Linked DNA regions of Mus musculus: region 1 is linked to region 2. The links are chromatin contacts, called in public Hi-C maps. All regions are on one chromosome and are shown on one strand. The core of a region is the stretch at or near the end of the contact, and the rest is flanking DNA. Distances in the headings are between cores, read along the strand shown. Region 1 holds the start of Oscp1 (organic solute carrier partner 1). Region 2 holds the start of Csf3r (colony stimulating factor 3 receptor (granulocyte)).

Region 1 (5,131 bases), core at 1,486-3,985, 34 kb before region 2:
GACATCGGCCATACACTGCGGAATGAGTGAGTGGATGAAAATGAATCACTAAAGATGGCTGAGACTCCATAAATAAACCAGAAAAGACCATCACTCTTAACACAACTGGGGTACCAACGCTGAGGGGATGGGAACAGGGGGATCAGAGTTCAAGGCCAGCCTTTGCTACAATAGTGGGTTTTATGTAAGAAAAGATAGCATGTATATGTTGTATTATTATTTTTTTTTTGAGACAGGGCTTCTCTGTATAGCGCTGGCTGTCCTGGAACTCACTCTGTAGACCAGGCTGGCCTCGAACTCAGAAATCCGTCTGCTTCTGCCTCCCGAGTGCTGGGATTAAAGGCGTGCGCCACCACGCCTGGCTCAGACCTCCTCTTGAAAGGCAACACCAACTACTAATTGTGTGAACATGAAATGCACATTATAGCTTCGCTCTCAGGTGTGTATTATTATCATCATTTTATAGAGAAACAAGCTTACAGAGGTCATCACACTTGAAGATCCCGCAGCTAGCTACATGTGGGATCTAGACTTGTATGCCTTCAAAGGCCACGTTAATAATGTAAATTGCTAATTTACACTGTCCTCCAAGATGCGGACTATCTAGAGAAATCGAGCCTGCCCCTCCACTAGGGCTATTAGCCTGAGTGAAATCGCATCACACAGGCAGCAAGAAACAAGCCTCCCGAGGAAGGAACACAATGGCGTATAACAACACCGGCAGGTTGCTCCTCAACCCTGTAGTGAGCACTGATTTATTCTCATCTGCGAGTCGAGTGCTAGATGCTGAAGTACAAACATGTGTAAGACAAACAAGTGGGGAGACACAGGCAAACAGTTGAGCATCGATCTGCCAGCCATGTGGTAAGGTAAGAGAAGCACGGGAGGACACAGTGAGAACAGAAGCAGGTCCTTCTGAGGAAGGAGGGAGGCTCCTGAGGGACGAGACTCTTCAGGAGGTCGGGGAAAGGACGGAGTCATGAAGGACACAGGTTAAAGATCTACACACACTTTGGTGTGATTGGGACTCAAAGTGTCTGTACTGGCTAGTTTTGTGTCAACTTGACACAGCTGGAGTTATCACAGAGAAAGGAGCTTCAGTTGAGGAAATGCCTCCATGAGATCCAACTCTAAGGCATTTTCTCAATTAGTGATCAAGGGGAAAGGCCCCTTGTGGGTGGGACCATCTCTGGGCTGGTAGTCTTGAGTTCTATAAGAGAGCAGGCTGAGCAAGCCAGGGAAGGCAAGCCAGTAAAGAACATCCCTCCATGACCTCTGCATCAGCTCCTGCTTCCTGACCTGCTTGAGTTCCAGTCCTGACTTCCTTTGGTGATGAACAGCAGCATGGAAGTGTAAGCCGAATAAACCCTTTCCTCCCCAACTTGCTTCTTGGTCATGATGTTTGTGCAGGAATAGAAACCCTGACTAAGACAGTGTCCTAATCGGAGGGCCCCAACGTGTTCTGCCTAGGACTTGGTCTCCATTTAGACAGGAGTGGAAGGTTGTCGGCAATTTTGAGGAGAGACATACTAGACATATTTGCATTTTATAAAGCCCCACTAGACATATTTGCATTTTGTAAAGCCCCTGGTAGCAAGGCTGGGAATGAATGGAAGGGAGTGGTCCAGAGGGTTCTCTTGTCTGTTTACGTATGCACTTACACAAAATCAGACACACCATCTGAATGTGCCTGTTTAACATCAATGGAGGGGACATAAGCTGTTGGGAGGAAATCGAGCTTTCATTAGTGTTCAGTTGTCCTTTAGATAAATGTTTACTCCTCTGCCTACAAATACAATAGCCCAGCAAATTTGGTGAACAAAGTTGTTTGCTGAGAAGTAAGATAGACTGGCAGCGTGTTTTGGGTGGTCGTTTCTCTCTGCACTACACATGGCATAATTTTGCATTTTATAAGCCTTCCAAAAGTATTTTCACAATTGCAACCCCTTCCAACACTTGCAAAATCAAGAAGCATGTTTTCGTTCTTATCTATATTATTTTGGGGCCCTACATTTCTAGAAATGGCTTCTGAAATGAGCATGACCAGGCTTCTGCTTACGTAGGAGGACAGAGACGCGGGCGTCCCCATCTGTTTTGTGGGGGTTAACGGATGGTTATACCTGCCAAAAGTATCTTGTCAACTGTAACTACTTTTGGAAATAGACAGATTTCCAGAGACTGGGAAATCGAGGGCTCAGGCACTGTAAGTATGTCCAATGTATTAGGCTTCTCTGTGGGGAAATGCTCTTTTGGAGAATTAATTTGACTCCGGAGGGCTTCCAACTGCATGGGCTCTGCGTCTTTTGAGAAAGATACCCGGCTGTCAAAGAGAAGTGCGCAGAGGCATCGGTTTGGCTATTGGGATGAGGGGAAGGGGGTCAGGTGCCGGTCGGCCTGGGTATCAGGACGGAGGTTGGAGGGGGGCTGGTGCTAGGCTGCGGTTCTGTATAGGGACATTTAGTGCGGTGAGGAAGGGAACAGATCAAGGCTGCGGGGGCGTTACTTACCTTTGCGGGCCTTGTCTCCGGGGATGTTCTGGGCCCTCAGTCGCTGGTCTAGGACGTAAAGCATCTCCCCGCCCAAGTTCAAAAAGAGCAGCGGCAGAGTCCGAACCGACATAGTGCCGGAAACCCGCAGGGTAGATGAAGGAAGAACCCCAGGGTTTGTGATTTAGCAGCCTGGAGGCCCCTACGCGTCCATAGCCCGGTTGCTGGGGCAACGCCGGGAACAGAAAGGCGAACCAATCACATGGTGGATTGATAGGAGGTGGCCGAAGACCGGCGCTTATTGGGTTAAGTGACAAAGATCGCTTCAGGGGATTGGTTCAAACGGAGGCGCGCACCTTTGGCCTCCCGGGAGCGCTGGTTTTGAGTTTTCCAGTTTAGCTTTGGTGTCGCCGGGAGCGTTCCAGCCAGCCGCGCGTATCTGCCGTGGCCCAGCCATCGCACCGGAAACTAGGAAAATCAACCCCAGCGTCTTCGGAGTCGTTCGCCTAGAGTCGTCTAGCGTCCCGGTCCGCCATGGCCTGCTGTGCTGCGGGCAGATTTGTGAACTATCTCCCAGGGACGTGCAGAGGAACCAGTGAGGTCATGGCAAGCGCCACGAAGGCATTCTGAGTTATTATAATCCCTCATCTCGATTAGTTATATCATTTGTCTCCTTTCTAACCCCTCCTGGAAGCGATGTTACGCCGGATTTACTACTCAGTGAGGCAACCCAGCCCGGCCCTCCTAGCAACTTAAGTAGCACCCTCGCGTTTCTTCACCTACGGCTGGACCTTTTCAGACGATTCGTCATCAGTGTTTCTGCTAAGCACTTCTCTCTCCAGCCACAGCAATCTTGAGACTTGAGCTTTGGAACCTACATCCACCTCCTTTAATAATCAGCCACTTCCTCCTTTTCCTTGTAGAATCCTCGCATTCCTTAATTCCCCTTTCTGCATTCCTACGTTCCTCTGTGTCACTGCTCTGATGCTGTTGGACTAAATTTCAAAAGGCGCCGCTTACAAAACACAGCTCATTCCTTCAATGTCTTCCTTCCTGCTTGTGGCATCCTCCACGTCACACCTTCTAGTCGTTTTTCTTTCCTCCCAAGAGCCAAACTTTTTAAAATTGTCTAGTACAACTTGAACCTTTTTGTTTTGTTTTGAAACAGGGTTTCTCTGTGTTGTCCTGGCTGTCCTGGAACTTGCTCTGTAGACCAGGCTGGCTTCAAACTCGGAGATCCACCTGCTTCAGGCTCTGGGAGTGCTGTGACCCGGCACATGAGCTTAACACCTCAGCCCCACCTGTAATAAACATCTTTATCTTCTGGTGGGCCTTATGCATTTTGTTATCTGCCCAGCTTCCAACACTATCTCAAGTTTTGGCAGAACACGGTCCCTTTCAGAGTTTGCCTCTGTGTACTGTCAGACTGGATAGGGTCAAGACAGAGCAGCAAGGTGTGGCTGCACTTGCCTTTGATCCCAGCACTTTGTAAGCAGAGTCCAGCCTGGTCTACATAGCAAGTTCTAGGACAGTCAGGACTGGGTCCCTGTCTTTAAAACCAACAAAAATCAGGCTGGAGAGATGGCTCAGCGGTTAAGATCACTGACTGCTCTTCCGAAGGTCCTGAGTTCAATTCCCAGCAACCACATGGTAGCTCACACCCATCCGTAACGAGATCTGGCGCCCTCTTCTGGAGTGTCTGAAGACAGCTACAGTGTACTTACATATAATAAATGAATAAATCTTTAAAAACAAAAATCCAAAACCAGAGAGAGCTAGGTTTGAACACTAGTCAGCTTTCAAAATTGGACAAGTTGTCTATGTTTCGTAAGCCTGTTTTCAATAGAAAATAGGACAGTGGCCGCAAAAACCTTTAATCTCAGCACTTGGAAGGCAGAGGCAGGTGGATTTTTAAACTCAAGGCCAGTCTGGTCTACAGAGTTCCAGGACAGTCTGGAACCCCCTTACCTTCCCCTCCTCCCCTACAAAAAAATAGAAAGGCAGCCGGCTTGAGGAATAAAGGATTTAAGTATCAGGCAATATTGAAGTGCCCATGGCTGCATTTAAGAGTGCCTTCCCTGCAGGCCTGATCCACTGCTGTGGCGTTCTCTCCCAAGGCTGGTGCCTGGTCCTGTAGCACAGGACCTCTACACAGGTCTCCATCTCATTAAGGCCTCCCTCAGTGTTCCTGGAGGTGATAACCAAACAGTCCAGCTTCACTTCTGATTCTATCCACTCACCTCCTCCTCCATCTCAGAGATGATCTCAATTTTCCCATCCTCACATGGCCCATTTTTTTTTTTTTTTTTTATTACATATCTTCTCTTGGCGATTAAACTTTTGGAGAAAGGGTTTCATGTAGTCTAGACTGGCCTCAAAGTAGCCATGCAACTCAAGATAGCCTTGAAATGATAATGTCTCTCCCAAGTACTGGAACTAGTCATTCAAACACCAGGGCTCAGTATCCATAGGCAACCACACACCCAGGGCCTCAGGTACCTCAACAGCTCCCAAACTGCGCTGGTTCAGCCCTCATCCCTCATCTCTCAACTGCTCTTAGGTAGCACATTAACACATCTTTCTCTTGGTGGCATTCCCTTCTTTTTTTCTTTTTTTGGTTTTTCAAGACAGGGTTTCTCTGTGTA
Region 2 (5,122 bases), core at 1,742-4,241:
TCCTCTTCATGGTGCCCTTTAGGCCCTCTCTCACCAGCTTAGCATATGGGCATCCCAGTGAACCAGACTGTTTCCTGGATTTCTGACATCCCTTTGTAATGAGAGTCATAACTGCTCTGCTACCTCGAAGCTCTGTGATGGAGAGGCTTTGGCTGCTGTGTTCACTGCCACACTCCCAGGGTCTGGCACACAGCAGCTTGGGGGGACCGATGCCTCCCTTATAATTGTCCTCCCCGGCCCCTGACTTACTTCTGGGGAGTAGCAAGAAGATCAGGGTAACTCCAGTCAGGGTGCAGGCTCCCAGCCCTACCATTTTGCCAGCTTGAAGCTTACCTGGAGGCAGTGAGAGATGGTTAAGAACAGGATTTGCAGCCAGAGCCTTGCTCTGCCAGTATCTGGGCAGGATACCTGACCCCTGAGTCTCAGTGCTTGCAACATGGGGTGACACTGGCCTGTACTGCCTTTAAGAGAAAGACATGAAATGGTTCAAATCAATGGCTTTCCCCTCACCAGGGTATCAAGGAAATGTCCATGTGTGCAACACACTGCCAAGGTCAAATCTGTCTCCTAGAAAGAGCAGGGATAGGATGGAGCTAGGAGGGGGCGCAAGCTTTTCTTCCCTCTTGCGCCCCCCCCCCATATCTCTGTTTACCAATCTTTGTTTTGTAACTGTGCTGGCTAGTTGTGTGTCAACGTAATACAAGCTAGCATCATTTGGGAAGAGGAAACTTCAGTTGAGAAAATACCTCTACCAGATTTGCTTGTGGGCAAGCCTGTGGTAGGTACATTTTCCTGATGAATGCTGGATGTGGGAGGGGCCAGATCATTGTGGGTAGTGTCATCCCTGGACGGGTGGTCCCAGTGCTACAAGAAGTTAGGCTAAGCAAACCATGGGGACCAAGCCAGTAGCAGCACTCTTCAATGGCATCTGCATTAGTTTCTGTCTCAAATTCCTGCCCTGACTTTCTTCAGTGATGGACTGTTGCCTGGAAGTGTATGGTGAAATAACCCTTTTTCCAAGTTGCTTTTGGCTAGGGTGTTCTATCCTAGCAATGGAAACCTCAGACAATAACCTCACATCAACATACCAGTTTGATCATCTCCTGCATCCACATGCACACACACATGTACATATGTACACACTGAGTGGGAAAGACTTAGCCCCCAGGGCTCAGGATGCTGGTTCTCCACTCATTTGTGGTTGTAGTAGGCCTAGTTCATACCTGGTACCACTGTATCCTTCCCACAGGCTTATGTCAAGAGCAGAAAACAGAACAGAGGAGACCAGGCCTCCTCTCTAGATTGCATGGGGCTGGCATGTTTAACATCAGAACAGTTTCCTATGGAAGCCTTGAGGGTGGCCCCAGTTGAGTAGGAGCTTGGGCCTGCTGGAGCCTATGTCTCATTGTCTAGGGAAGAAGTGTACAAAGAGGCTGGGAGCCCAGTTCTGACTCTGGTTCCAACACTCACCTGCCTGGTGAACTTGGATGAGTTACTTCACCATTCTGAGTCTCAGTTTCTCCATTTAGGAAAAAGGGGCTTAACAATACCACTCATGTCTCAGCAATGCTATAACGATGAAGCGAGACAGTTAAGATGAAAGCTCTTGGCACAGTGCCCAAGGAACAAGCTCTCAGAAGCAGTGGGCTATCTGTATGAGCCCTAAAAGCAGGAAATCAGCCAAAGGAACCAATAGCCTCCTGGCATAGCCACCAGGTCTACTTCTAGCTCCAAGCCTCTCAGGCTCTTCCCACCACTCTGGCCATGTGCTGGGCTCTGCAGCTGCTCGCTGTGTCCACTGTGCCCACGGACACAGCTGATGCCGTAAGTCAGGCTGCTACAGCATCCTCTCTACCTTTTCCTTTTGCTCATTGTTGCCAACCTTCCCTCTGGGCTCCCTTCTCCTGTCCTATTCTTTTGAAATTCTGTCTGTGGGAAGACGGGGACGAAGAGGATGTTGAGAATAAACTATGGGAGCGAGATCCCCAGGTGTGGCAGAGATAAAGGATCAATGCATCATAGATGGGTGAATAGACAAGCTGGGGAAAAGAGATACATAGAGAATAGACAGAGGTAGAGCCTAGCCCAGTGGCAGGGGGTTGAGACCAGTTATTCTGGAAGTGGGGGCAAGTGTGTTACAAGATCAAGGCCAGCCTGTGCTATAGAAGACATTCAAATCTCATTTTGGCAACTTAGCGAAACCTATCTCAAAAATATAAAGCAACCAGGGCTGGGGATAGAGCTTAGTTGGTTGAACACTTGTCTAGCAGGCACAAAGACCAAGGCTTGATCCCCAGTACCACATTAAGTATCAGGCATGGTGGTGGAGGCCTACAGACCAGCATTTGTGATACAGGAGGATCAGAAGAAGTTCAAGGTTCTTATCTGCCGACAAGATGATAAACCTTGTCTGCATGAGAGCTGCATACAACATCATCATCAACAACAACGATGAGCAGGCTGGAGCGATGCAGAGAGAAGTGGAGAGGCCGACAGAGAAAGCTATCTCAGGCAAGTCTTGCATCAACTGTTTAAAGTTAAGAGGCTAAGGGAACCGGGAGAGGAAACAGAGGCCCAGAGACTCTGAGACAGCTGTTCTTGCTGAGAAGAAGCAGGCCAAATGGCTGAAAGCAGGGAGTAAGCCTGTCTGAAGGATAGGGACTCTGGGTGGGATTCTTCATACCTGAGCTCAGCTCCTGTTCCCAGAGATCCAGCTGTCTGACCTCCCTGATGCTATACACACAGAGAGACTCCCATTTCCCCAAGGATCCTGTCTTGGGCCCCCTGATGTGGCCCTAGCAGGGTTGGGGAATGGTCTGAGGTCTCCAGGGCTCCCCGCCCTCCCCCTACTTACACTGGGGCTAGGGCGCTGTGCCCAGCCCCCACGCTTGTGCTCTCTCTTCTCTCTCGTCTCCTCTCCTCTTGGGGCAAGTTCCCGAAACTTCTCTTTCTAGCCCCGTCGTTAATGACAGGCGGGGGGTGGGGGGGACCCAGAATTGCGACACCTTCCTGGCTTCCCTGCTGCGTTTGGCTGAGCCTTCACCCTTGGGGTGGGGGACATAGACAGCCCCTTCCTCTCAGGAAGGAGGTTGAGGGAAACTGGTGAGCTAGGGACCTTCCTGCCTCAGGGGTCTTAGAGGGCTGGGCATTGTAGCAACCTGGCCCGTGGCCACCCTCCCTTCTCTCCGGATTTCCTGAGCTCCTCGCTTTGAGGCTCAGCAGAGCACCCGAGACAAGACAGGGCCAAGGGAGGGCTGGGGTCTTCAAGTGTTTATTTCAAAACGAAGCAGGACAAAATAGCGTGGAAAATTAATGAGGGCTGGGGTGGAGGAGACTCTCTTCTCACTGAGTCTGGCTGAAGCCTCTGCCCGGGAAGAATCAAGATTCCAGGACAGGTAACGTTTACTTCAGGTTTTCTTCCCTTGTTAGCTGAAAACCTGCCATTTTCCAGGACTCTCAATAGACCCTCCCACCCCTGGCCTCCCTAGTCCATGGTCCCTGCCCTCACCGCTTTGTACAATCCTAGGGGTTCCTGGTTTTATCTTCTCAGGTTGTAACCCCTTTCAAAAGGCCCACCCTGTAAGTTCATCTATCACAAAAGAGAGGGGAAAAATTGTTCTAAGTTTGAAAATCATCAAAATAGTATATATTGGTATATTAGTCAGGGTTCTCTAGAGCAGCGGTTCTCAACCTTCCTAGTGCTATGACCCTGTAATGCAATTCCTCATGTTGTGGTGACCCCCCAACTGTAAAATTATTTTCCTTGCTAATTCATAACTGTAATTTTTTCCTGGTATGAATCATAATATATATCTGTGTTTTCTAATGATCTTAGGTGACCCCTGTTGAGAACCTCTGCTCTAGAGGAACAGAGTCCACTTAATGAGTGTATACGCGTGCACACGCACGCGCGTGCGCGCGCGCGCGCACACACACACATATATACGAACACATATACGCACACACATGAATTTATCAAATTAGCTTATGCAATACAGAGGAAGTAGGAGCACTGAGAACCCACCTGGGAAATCCTTTGGTGCCTTGGCACTCCCAAGGTGGTACTGAAGACCTGGAGGGTATCTGGTCCTCAGTCCATGTCGAAAGCTGATTTTGACTTGAGCAAAGGAATCAAGTGGGGTGGCAGCAGCAGGGTAGACTACTAGCAGCAGAGGGGAAGGTCAGGGAAAAAGGCTTCCTTCTTCCATGTCCTGCTTTTGATCTGGGCTGCCACCAGAAGGCGCCGCCCATCTCTGGGGTGGGTCTTCCCACATCCATTAAGGGAGTCAAGATAATTCCTCAACTGAGAATTGCTGCTTGGGCGATTCTAAATCGTGGCAAGTTGACATTTAAAATCAAGCACCAGGATCAATCCTTTGTCAATGGTACACAAACAGGTCACTTTAAAGACCATATAGCCTTCCACCCCTTTGCCCCAAATCTCACGGTTATATCCCAGTGTACTGGGTCTGCTTTTAAAAGTCCTTGAATGCTTAAAAAATTTTAACCCTTTGAAAGGCTCACAAGTCAGCCAGGTGTGGTGGTACACGCCTTTAGTCCCAGCCCTTGGGAGGCAGAGGCAGGTGGATCTCAAGAGTTCAAGGCCAGCCTGGTCTACAAAGTAGGTTCCAGGGCTATATAGAGAAACCCTGTCTCAAAACAACAACAACAACCTCAAATCTCTTTGTTTTTATTAGATATTTTCTTCATTTACATTTCAAATGTTATCCTAAAAGTCCCCTATACCCTCCCTCCCCCGCCCTGCTCCCCTACCTCAAATCTCTTAACTGTAAACTTCTATGAATATCAAAGGCAAATGAATACTTTTAACATATTATGGCACCGAGTACATAATTATCTGTTCTAGATAGCTTTCTGTTGCTGTAGTAAAAGATATGACCAAAAGCCTTTTGAGAGGGGAAAGGGTTTTCAGCTCACACTTCCAGGTCACGGTTCAGCTTTGAGAGAAGTTAGGGCAGGAACTCAAAGTAGGAGCAGAGGCAGGAACCATGGGGGAATGCTTACTGGGTTGCGCACTGGCTCGTGCTCAGTTAGCTTTCTTATATAATACGGTACCTCCTGCCCAAGGATTGAACTGTCTACATTTTGCTGGAAACTTCTA

What was found. A called contact is a pair of places that touch in the nucleus more often than the background predicts.
Region 1: a Hi-C map of peritoneal macrophages shows a contact between it and region 2, with 1.7 times the contacts expected there. The contact joins the promoter of Oscp1 here to the promoter of Csf3r in region 2. A contact is called at or near these places in 2 of 39 promoter capture datasets (the C10 cell line and neutrophils), 3 of 484 Hi-C or Micro-C datasets (ECoMG-derived neutrophils, granulocytes and peritoneal macrophages), 4 of 115 datasets of contacts at active chromatin or transcription factors (the HPC-7 cell line, bone marrow-derived dendritic cells and embryonic stem cells) and 3 of 9 other capture datasets (adipose tissue, liver and pancreatic islet).

Annotation. Positions count from the first base shown.
Region 1 is chr4:126,056,169-126,061,299 of GRCm38.p6, reverse strand. Oscp1 (organic solute carrier partner 1) reads right to left here and starts at 2,735. Exons shown (of 10, transcript NM_172701.3): 1 at 2,508-2,735. The coding sequence starts at 2,619.
Region 2 is chr4:126,022,528-126,027,649 of GRCm38.p6, reverse strand. Csf3r (colony stimulating factor 3 receptor (granulocyte)) reads right to left here and starts at 2,991. Exons shown (of 17, transcript NM_007782.3): 1 at 2,855-2,991; 2 at 1,471-1,569; 3 at 250-333. The coding sequence starts at 313. It overlaps Gm32908 (a long non-coding RNA gene), which reads left to right and starts at 2,996. Exons shown (of 4, transcript XR_003955278.1): 1 at 2,996-3,395.